2 separate regions of the Triticum aestivum genome follow, and region 1 is linked to region 2. The links are chromatin contacts, called in public Hi-C maps. All regions are on one chromosome and are shown on one strand. Each heading gives the region's core, a stretch centred on a gene start, on an enhancer-like site or on the middle of the called end of the contact. The rest is flanking DNA. Distances are from core to core; before and after follow the strand shown. Region 1 holds the start of LOC123181074 (F-box/kelch-repeat protein At5g42350). Region 2 holds the start of LOC123181066 (probable serine/threonine protein phosphatase 2A regulatory subunit B''delta).

Region 1 (4,750 bases), core at 1,200-3,699, 570 kb after region 2:
CGCCGTCGCGCGAGAGAGAGAGGGCGCAGGAGGCGGCGGCTAGGGTTAGGTCTCCCGGCTCCCTTCAGGAAGCCGAGCAAATATGATTGCTTCTGCTTGACTTCAAACGAGTCCTTACATGAGTTTATATAATCTCCAAATACGATAACTGGGTTAAGCCCCTAATAACGATAAGATAACTGGGCCAGGCCCCTAACTGCCTGGGCTGTAGTATATGCCGACCATAACACTTACTTAGTTTGAAAATAACTCAAATGTTACTTTTTCAGGTCATCTATGTTGGTCTTGATATTGTGACTCCCTTGATATCTTTGGATCTTCTCAAGTACCCTAAACTAAGTCGTGATGTAAGTTTTTTTTCTTTCCATTTTTCTTCTAGTATAATATAATGGCAATCAAATGATACTAAGTAATTTGGTTTCTTTGCAGTATTTTGTACTTATGTCGCACTTGTTGGAAGTGTACCCTGAGAAGGTTGCTCACTTAAACAGGGATGCTTTTGGAAGAATTACTGGTAGTCTTGAATTTGGCCTGCGTAATCAGGCAAGAGGATCTTCACGAACTGCATTTACTGCTTGTCCTACTTTTGCTTAAATTTTCAAATAGCAGCAGTACTCACTGCAGTGAGCTACTGCCTACTGAGTTGGTAGCAACTGGACCTTGCTTGGTTATATGGCGTGCCTACATACCCTCTGCTACCAATGACGCTTGCATCTGGATTCTCTATGAACCTATGCTCAACTTTCTATATCTTTCTGATTTGCTACTGTGAGCACCTAAATGTGCAATCATTCTTGCACTGATATAAGGTGATCAGAGCAAGCCTTCAGTGTATTGAAATCATGGAAAATGTGGTGTATGCTATAAGATGACTGGACAGAACTTCTGTTTTCTGAAATGCGATATAACTGGCAAATTACAATGAATAATCAGATGTATTTTTGCGTGCCACTTGTGATGTCTACAAATATTGTTTGATCTATATAATATGTGAAACAATTGCCATTGCCGTGCATTCTGTATGTTGAAATACAGTCTATATTCTTCAGCTGATATAGCTAGGTTTGTGTTTTCCATGTTGCAGGATGGCGATGTTGTTGAGAGGTGCCTCACAGCAGTAAATGCCCTTGCCTCGTACCATTTCAAAGAAAGACTTGGAGGCAGAGGAGGGCTTGGCTCGCAGGTTATGGAATCTGAAGGATCGAATGGGAAACTTCAGGAAAGCATATCAAGTCACTTCTTGAGGCTTCTCCTGCAACTACTTCTGTTTGAAGATTTTAGGTGAGCTCCCCACGTCTACATTCAGTATAGATTTAGGATCCTGTAACTTCATTTTTTTTCTTCATATTGTTCCACTTACCTTATTTGTTGTTGTACGTATCTGATCTATGTGACTGTTGCAGAATGGAACTAGCAGGTTCTGCTGCAGATGCTTTGCTTCCTTTACTTTTTTGTGAACAGGAGTTATATCAGGTCCTTTCTCACCACTTCTCTAATAGGTTAACAGTTATCAGATCAAGTACAATACTAAGGCTTAATTTTTGTTATTTTGCTATGTGTTCTCATCACGTCTCCCTCTGCAGAGACTGGTCCATGAGTTGCTTGAGAAAGAGCAGAATCCGACTGTAAAATCAAGGCTGGCACTTGCTTTCCATAACCTGACAAGTTCAAATAATCTCTCAAGCACCCTTGACCGGCCAAACAGGCAGAAATTCCGGAAAAATCTCCGTGTTTTCTTAGGTGAGGTCTCGGGCTTCATGCAGATAAAGTAGATGCAAAGTGACATGAAAGCATTGATGTCTGGTCGATCCCCAGAAGATTTTTCGCCGTTGTGGGAGAGTTCATGTGTGGCGGAGCCATGAGCAGGAATTCTGGCGTTAGAGGTTGAAAACACATTCGCCGTTATGTGTTGAAGGGATAGTTGAAACAGAAATGACAGGAACATGTCGACGCGTTCCAGGATCTGTGTCTGGCTGCATTTGGCGGTGGAGAATTGGACGCCCGGACATGAGATCGTCGTGTAGATTTAGTTGGGACTCGATGTAATCATACAGAAAAGGCGGGCATTTTTTTAAACGGAGAAGGTGGTCATTTTGTTGCGACTGCTCAAATGGAACAGTTCTTTTCTCCCACATGTATGGAGATACGGCTTAGAAGAAGCGATTCGGCACCGTGTGGTGCATGATTTGTGTTGGTCGAGAAACGCTGAACGCTGGGGCCTGCTTTTGCAATGTTTGATTTTTACCGGACTCCTGTGTGAACCAAGATGTTTCGTGTAAAATGTCTTCTTCCAGAGCAACTGAACAAGCAGATGGTGTCGGCGTGTCGCTGTAACCAGCTGGGGCTCACTTTGAGCGTCTGAGCCCTAGGATTCCTGAGTTTTTTTTTTCTTTTTCTTCTGGCCAGGAACTCACGAGCGAAATGACCAGCAGTGTTGTGGCTAAAAGATCTTGAGGTAATAGCACGGCAGGTCCTACGTCTACTGCGAGTCCGACACGCCTACCATCTCGACGCCGACTCATGGTCCGTCGTCCAGACGTCCCGGCCGCCGCCACGGCTCCGAGACTACACGCCGGCGCTGGTCTGCTGCGCATCCATGTTCATGCTCTGCGTCTCGTGGTGTGACCCGGCGAATAGAAGGGACAAGGTGGTGCGGAAGGTGTTCGAGATGAACCTCGGCTTGACACCGCTGCTCCAGTGGACCGAGGCGTCCGCGCACCCGGACGCACCCATGGATTCCAACAGTGTTCGCCACCGGCCAGGACAGGATCAACTTGTAGAGATGTTCAGAATCTTCGGCAAGATCCTTGACTTCGCGACGGCTTGCCGGGTCTCGGGCAGCGGGCAGAGCTGGAGCTGCATCGCCCGGGAGAACGTGGCCGCCATGGCCGACGCCATGTCCTGCCGGCTGAAATCCTTGGCCGTGCTGCTTCTCTGAAGATCGCTGATGTGTACTCTGTTTTTCTTTTCCACTTACACTGATGATTTGTTTGTTGCCATGAGCTGCTGATTGATGTGCAGCTCGGTAAAGCCATTCCATTCCATTGCATTGCATGCCTGCTGTGATTGTTCATGCTGAGTTTGTTCAATATGATTTGAAGAGAGAGAGAGAGATTGTTCAGACTTCAGAGACGAAGAGCAGCAGCGTCCAAGAGGTGCGTGAGGATCAACTGTCCGACATCAGCGGCCAGGCGGCGTCTAACAACGAGGCATCCAACACCTCCTCCCGCCCCAAGCTCGCCCTCGACCTGTCGCTCACCGTCACCGCCGCCGACACCACAACCGCAAAATCGAGCACCACCGACAGGACCGGCGGCGGGTGTTCACGTGCAACTACTGCCAGGGGAAGTTCTTCAGCTCGCAGGCGCTGGGCGGGCACCAGAACGCGCACCGGCGGGAGCGCACGCTGGCCGGCGTGCGGTGCACCAGCTCGAGGCCTACCCCTACGGCTACGCCGATGTGGCCTCCCTCCAGCTCTATGGCTCGCTCGTGCTGTATCCCATCGGCATCAAGGCGCACGCGCTGGTGCACCCTGCGGCGGCGCAGGCGGAGCGGCAGCAAGGAAGCCGCCTCCCTTGCTGCGCCGCGGGCGTTGCTGGGCCCGATGCCGTTCCTCATGGGTGGCGACGAGGAGGTCAGCTTCGGGTGCCCCGACAGCTTTAGGCCACCACCGGCGTGCTCCCTCTCCTCCACTCCGGCCACAACCTGGGGCTTGGGCAGCAGCGGCAAGCCGACGAGGAGCCTGACCTGACGCTTCAGGTGATATCCTTTGACAGCCACGAGGTATACTGCGGGTTGAAATCAACAGAAGGCAGGGGGCAAAATGCAAAATGCACGGCGCTGACCGGCTCGGCCGAGCTGGCTCCACATGGCTGCATCTGATACGTCCAGGACCAAATTTGCACCTTTAGGACAAGTTCGAGGACTAGATAGTTTGCTTTTGCAGGTTTTAGGACCAAAGTATCACATGCAAGACAAGTTCAAGGACCTGCGATGCTATTACCTCAAAGATCTTCAACCTTCACGCACCAAATTTGGGTGGGTCTTTATGGGCGCGCCATAACTCCCTTGGACATGAGGTCCCGTGTGTGGCTGCGCCGGTGGGTGGTGGCGCTGGCATTTGTGGATTTTGGTGACCATTTGCTGTGTGGATCCCATGGACTTCCGTCGAGCAAGCTGTTGCGTGTCGGTGGCTGCATGCCCGTGTCGGCGCGTGGCGTAGATGGATGGATGGGTAGATCTCTGGTCGAAAATTCTGTGCGTAGAGTGGGAATGTGGGATGCACGTGATATGGAAAACCAATCAGGCATTTGGCCCGGAGGCGGTACATTGTCGTAGTCGGCTGCCGCGTTTAGTTTTAGAACGTGAGTATCCCCTATGGCTCGGCCGTGGCCAGTTTGGGTTTCCTCCGGCTCGTTGCACTAAAGGTCTTGCCCTACAACTTCTTGGCAAAGAATGAAAGTGCAGCATCTCGAGGAGCAAAGTCCATAGGAAAAAACAAACGGAAACGAAAGGAAAACAAAAGGAAAGACTCACGTGACAAAGCTGATTGATTGGCCATACGCGCATCAGCACTGCAGCACCAGCAGCAGGACAGCGAAGGAAGAGAGAAAATAATAATGGTATATCCCTTCGCCTCCATCCCATTGGGTCGGCGCCGACAGAGATCTCCCCTCAAGTCCCCAACGTTAATCATCTAAAAAAGACCCACTACTACTACTAATCTATACTACTAGTACTAGAATAAGAA
Region 2 (4,960 bases), core at 660-3,159:
CGGTTCAAAGAAGGATGAAATACAAAAGCAAGACAGGTTTAGGTAACACATTCAAGTGTGATTATTAATGTATCATCACACACTACAAAATATAATTATTGACTCGATAGCCGGACCTACCTGGCATATCAAGAACAGCCTCAAATTCTGAAGAAATGAGGCATCATCCGGGGTAAGTATGCCAATGATCATATCCTCACAATTGATCTGGACTTTTTCTTTTTCCAACTAAACTGATAACTTTGTGTTATCTATCAGATACGAGAGGTAATAAGATAAGACCAAAAGTATCTCTTCTTGAATTCCATTCTCGGTAGTAACAATCTGGGAGAGAGAAACCATATCATTTATATTTCCTTGAAGTATGAAAATACTGCAGTAATGTGAAGGAAAAATTCACAGAACCTGGAGTGCTCACCTAGGTCTTAAAAAACATCTATTGCTCTCAACCTGTCCGCACCATTCTAAAACTTCCACTCTCTGCAGCAAAAACAAAAGGAAACCACCAAACTGAGTATTGCATCAACCACGAAACAATAATCTAGAAAGGTAATGGAATTGAGGACACGCCCCTACGGAAGCTCCCATTTGAACAATTAAACCAGCAGCTGCAAATTGTACATCATTAGACCCTGCTTCCTGCAAGCAATTCATCAAGCACTCCATGAGCACAAAAAAATGAATCATTAGGAGAGAGATGGAAAAGAGTGGCGGAGAGGATAAGCATACCTGTAGCAGAGCCCGCTGTCACCATTGGTGTAGGAACCTCCTCGACATCAAACCCTAGAAATGAAATAGAATGAAATTAATCAAGAGAGGAAGGAATCAGAACAAGGATCTCGCATGGGGAGGCAGAAGGCAGCGTTGTGCTCCAACGGATGGGGCTGGTAGGAGGCCGAGACGAGGTCCTCATCGGTGAGCTGGAAAAGTTGGAGACGAGCAGGATGGTTCCAGACACGGATCGAGGTGGTTCCGAAGGTGAGAGCACCTCCACGAGCGCCTCCATGGTGCAGCACATGCCGGAGCTCCACGAGCAGCCGCGACTGGCAGGGCGCGCCGGCGCTCCGTGCTCTCCTGCGGGCTTGGCTCCTTCTCCATCGCACCCCCTCTTCTCCACTTCACGTCCCTCCTCCTTCCTGGTTCTCCACTCGACAAAGCGTCGGGAGTTGGCGAGGGCGGGGCCGAAGACGGGGGAGAAGGAGAGAGGGCGGCGGCCTAGGGGAGAGGCGGCAGCTTGGGGGAGAGGCAACAGATTGAGGAGGAGGAGAGGAGGCGGGGATTGGGGGAGACCGGGGAAAGAGGAGGCAGCGAATTGGGGGGAAAGAGGAGCAAGCAGGACAAAAAGCGACGCCCACCCACGAGACCGACAGATGGGCCCGGCGCGGCTGAAGCGGAAGGGCTGCCGCTGGGTGCAAGAAGAACGGTAAAAAATGCACTGCGAACCCGCGATCGCTCCTGCCAACCCACGTTCTATCGCCGCTGCTTTTTTTTATCGGAACACAGGCACACACACCGTGTGGCTGCGAGGCTGGCCCGCGGGCAAGGCTGGCCTATCTGTCATCAACTCTGGCCTGATTACGCAGCGTACGCAAAAACGAACGCCCAGATTTTCACCACAGCGATGGAAGGTACATCGACAATGGACACCGATGCATATCGTGCGAGCAGGATCGGTTTAAAACCGCGATGGCGCTGGTTTAGCGGGTACTCTAGGAGGCTTTATATGTTCAATTACAGGAAAGAAAATAGAACCGAAAAACACAAAACCGCTTCCACGCACGGGTTTGGCTGCATTCTGAGCCACATCAGCTCCATTCAGCCACACGGAGCGAAAGTGCCATCGGAAAGACGATTTCATTTTGCCCTCCGCTGTTATATCGACGCCCACCATTAGCCAGCAGCCTAGCACCACCATCTTCCGCTCTCCCCTCCCCCCGGAACCCCCTCCCCCCATCTCCTCCACCTGTTGTCGCTCGCTTGTCCCGGCCTAGGGTTTCGCCTCCACCCGTCCCCGGCTCTCGCCTCAGATCTCGACGCCGGCGACCCCTGATCCTCCTTAGTCGTCCGCCGCCGACCCCGCCGAGTTCCGATTCGCCACTCACCTCACGCCACACCACCGCGTCCTCCAGCCTCTGGACGCGCTCGCGGGGGACAGATCTAGGGTTTGGGGCCTTGCTTGGTGCATGAGAAGGGCACCAGGGTCTTGACGGCATGGAGGTGGAAGCGGCGAGGAGGGATGCGTCGGCGCTTGACCCGGAGCTGCTGCAGCTGCCAGAGCTCGCGCCGGGCGCGCTCCGGGAGAACTCAAGCATAGCCGAGGCACTCTACTTGCAGTGGCTCGTGCTGCCTGAGTCGTCCAAGCTGGTAACCTCTCACCCGTCCTCTTGCCCTCGCGTGCTCCTTTGGATTTGCTCATATATTGGCGCGGTTCGTCCGTTATTTTGCGTGGCTAGCGTGATCTCCTGTTGGAACTCTTGGAAAAATGTTGTTAGAACGCTCTGCCTTGGTGGCGCCTTGTGCTGCAGTGCCTCTCTATGAGTTTAGATTGTTATGTTCGTATCAGGATTGCTAGCTTAAGCCGAGGATACAAAGCGACGGGGTCTGGTACATCAAAGGCTAAGGTCCTGCGGGAGATTGTGATTGTAGTAATTTTTGCGGAAATATGTACTTGGCCTGTTTCTTCGGGTGCTTACTTTCTGCTCCTCAGTTGCCGTGAATGAATATGTACCATCTGTACTAATTTGGTTTCTTGAACCGATGTGCTTACTTGTGGTTTTTGAGATGAGCCCTCACCGTATGCATCAGCTTTATCATTATATTAAAGATAAAGAAATGTTGGTATGATAGTCAATGTTGCATGTGATTAGAGGAATGATGGATTTCAGGAGATGTGGACTCTGATGCTGTACCGAGATCTAGTGCTATCAAAGATTTGTTTTATGCTACAGCAATTTGTGTTATACTTTGAGCCCATGCTTACTTAAAATGATAGTTCACTCTTCTGAGGACATTTTTGCAGTGGTACACTGTGCTAGAGATCTGGCTTGAATTGTCTGCTTTTGTCTCTTTGGGTTACTTTAGATTGTTTTGTTTGGATGATGGTATTCCTTTTGCCAAGCAATTACTATGTAAATTTTTGATGGAGGGTCTGTTCTGTCATTTACTTGGACTTTTGAGATTTATATGCAATGATACAGGTATGCATCAGTGTTCTTGATAGTAAAACGTGCTAACTTTTCTCCTTAGTGCACTCATGGAATTTGAAGTTGCTATTTCCTGGTTGCAATCTGTTTGAGTATTGCTCTGGTGATAGGTGATAGTCAATGGCTTCATGTGAGAAGGTCGAATTGTTGCTCCGTGTGCATATTTTGTTGAGCTCTTTTTGGCTGCTAATTTGATGCATACCTGTGCAGAACAGTAGATAAAATGCAACATAGACTATATAGCTTTTGTTGACAATATCATATATGGTGTTACCTGTAGTGTTATCACGGTCTCAAGGCTTTACCATTAGTGTGTCTTGCTCTCCCAAATGATGCTAACATTTCGTTGTTTTGTCTGCTTTGTTATGTTGAATGTTGTATTGGATGTTACGTAGTGTTATGGGGTGGACATAGCATAGTAGTCAATGGCATGTTACCTTTTTCTGTGGGAGACATGATGTTATCAAATAGGTCAGCAGATGACATGACTGCTTGCCTCGACTGGCAGCAGTCCAGGAGACAGAGGGACTCCACTTCCCCTTGCTGTCGGCCTTTTGTAGTTCGCAACCACCGTGCATCGTCACCTCCCTGCTCAGCGCTATCGCTTTGCGAACACACCTGTCACATTGGGCTTTCTTAGCTCTTTCATCTTGCTGATTTTCTCTGCTGCTTGTTGTGCATCTCACTTGTTAGCTGGATGCCCTCTGCCTTGCTGCTTTGGTGCCCAATGCTTCTGCTAGAGAAGGTGTCTGCCTGTTGGTAATTGAGCATGGGAGTAGGGAGTGGATGCTTTGATGTTCTGTTGTCTTCAGGCGATGTTTTGGACCAAGTGGCTAGGGGGATATGTATTCTCCATTTTTGCCTTGTTATATATGTTCTATATGCGATGATTAGGCTAAGCTAAGATATTGTCTAGTGTCACCGACGCGGCGTTCCTTGCTCCCTAAGCTGTCGTGATAACTGTGTAGTGCTACACATGTATTGGAATATGTTTGATTTTCCATGTGTGATTATTTGACTGGATTCTTTGCTCCCTAGGCCGCCGTTATAACTATGTAGTGCTATATATGTATTGGGATATGTTTGATTTTTCATGTGTGATTATTTGACTGGATTCAGGACAATATAGATCTACTATATGGGCTGGCTTCTTACATCTTGTATTTCAGGCATTGCTCAATATATATAGTAACATAGCAGATGTTTCAAGGTTTAACCTCTCTGCATATATGGTTCTCCCTCCATAAAGAAATATAAGAGCGTTTAGATCACTAAAGTAGTGATCTAAATGCTCTATATTTCTTTACAGAGGGAGTGTATGCTTGAAATAGCTCAATCTTCTAGGAATATGTAACATATGTTGAGGTTTGTTCTATACTTCATTAGTGGGACCTTAAATGAAGTTGAAGTCCGCTAGTTTCTTGTAGCCGTGTATCTTGCAGCTACACTGTTTTTCTCTTGGGTTTGTTGTTTCTTGGGTCCTTGGGCCATTTTGTACTTGCCATCGGCACCTTCTTCTTAATGGAATACTAGCAGCACTCCTGCTAAATTAAAAAAAAGTTGCGTGCTTGTATCAGCAACTGTAATATTAAGTAGATTAAATTGAACAGATTAGTCCAAGATTTTTCTAAAAAATTGAAATAGAGGCTAGTCCAATCAATATAGGATAGTGGCTGAACTCTCAAAATGATAGGTGGTGCAACTGTACTTGGAATTGTGACAATAGGCTTCCGAGGCACTAGAACTTTTAATTTCAT

The links. A called contact is a pair of places that touch in the nucleus more often than the background predicts.
Region 1: a Hi-C map of leaf shows a contact between it and region 2, with 5 times the contacts expected there. The contact joins the promoter of LOC123181074 here to the promoter of LOC123181066 in region 2. A contact is called at or near these places in 2 of 5 Hi-C or Micro-C datasets (both in leaf).

Annotation. Positions count from the first base shown.
Region 1 is chr1D:215,201,339-215,206,088 of IWGSC CS RefSeq v2.1, forward strand. LOC123181074 (F-box/kelch-repeat protein At5g42350) reads left to right here and starts at 2,450. Exons shown (of 1, transcript XM_044593291.1): 1 at 2,450-3,073. The coding sequence starts at 2,597. The coding sequence ends at 2,938. LOC123181072 (exportin-4) reads left to right here. Exons shown (of 32, transcript XM_044593288.1): 28 at 270-347; 29 at 430-543; 30 at 1,085-1,281; 31 at 1,404-1,473; 32 at 1,584-2,261. The coding sequence ends at 1,772. It also overlaps the pseudogene LOC123181073.
Region 2 is chr1D:214,629,698-214,634,657 of IWGSC CS RefSeq v2.1, forward strand. LOC123181066 (probable serine/threonine protein phosphatase 2A regulatory subunit B''delta) reads left to right here and starts at 1,910. Exons shown (of 13, transcript XM_044593280.1): 1 at 1,910-2,364. The coding sequence starts at 2,212. It overlaps LOC123181065 (a long non-coding RNA gene), which reads right to left and starts at 1,319. Exons shown (of 11, transcript XR_006491484.1): 1 at 730-1,319; 2 at 577-639; 3 at 419-480; 4 at 121-324.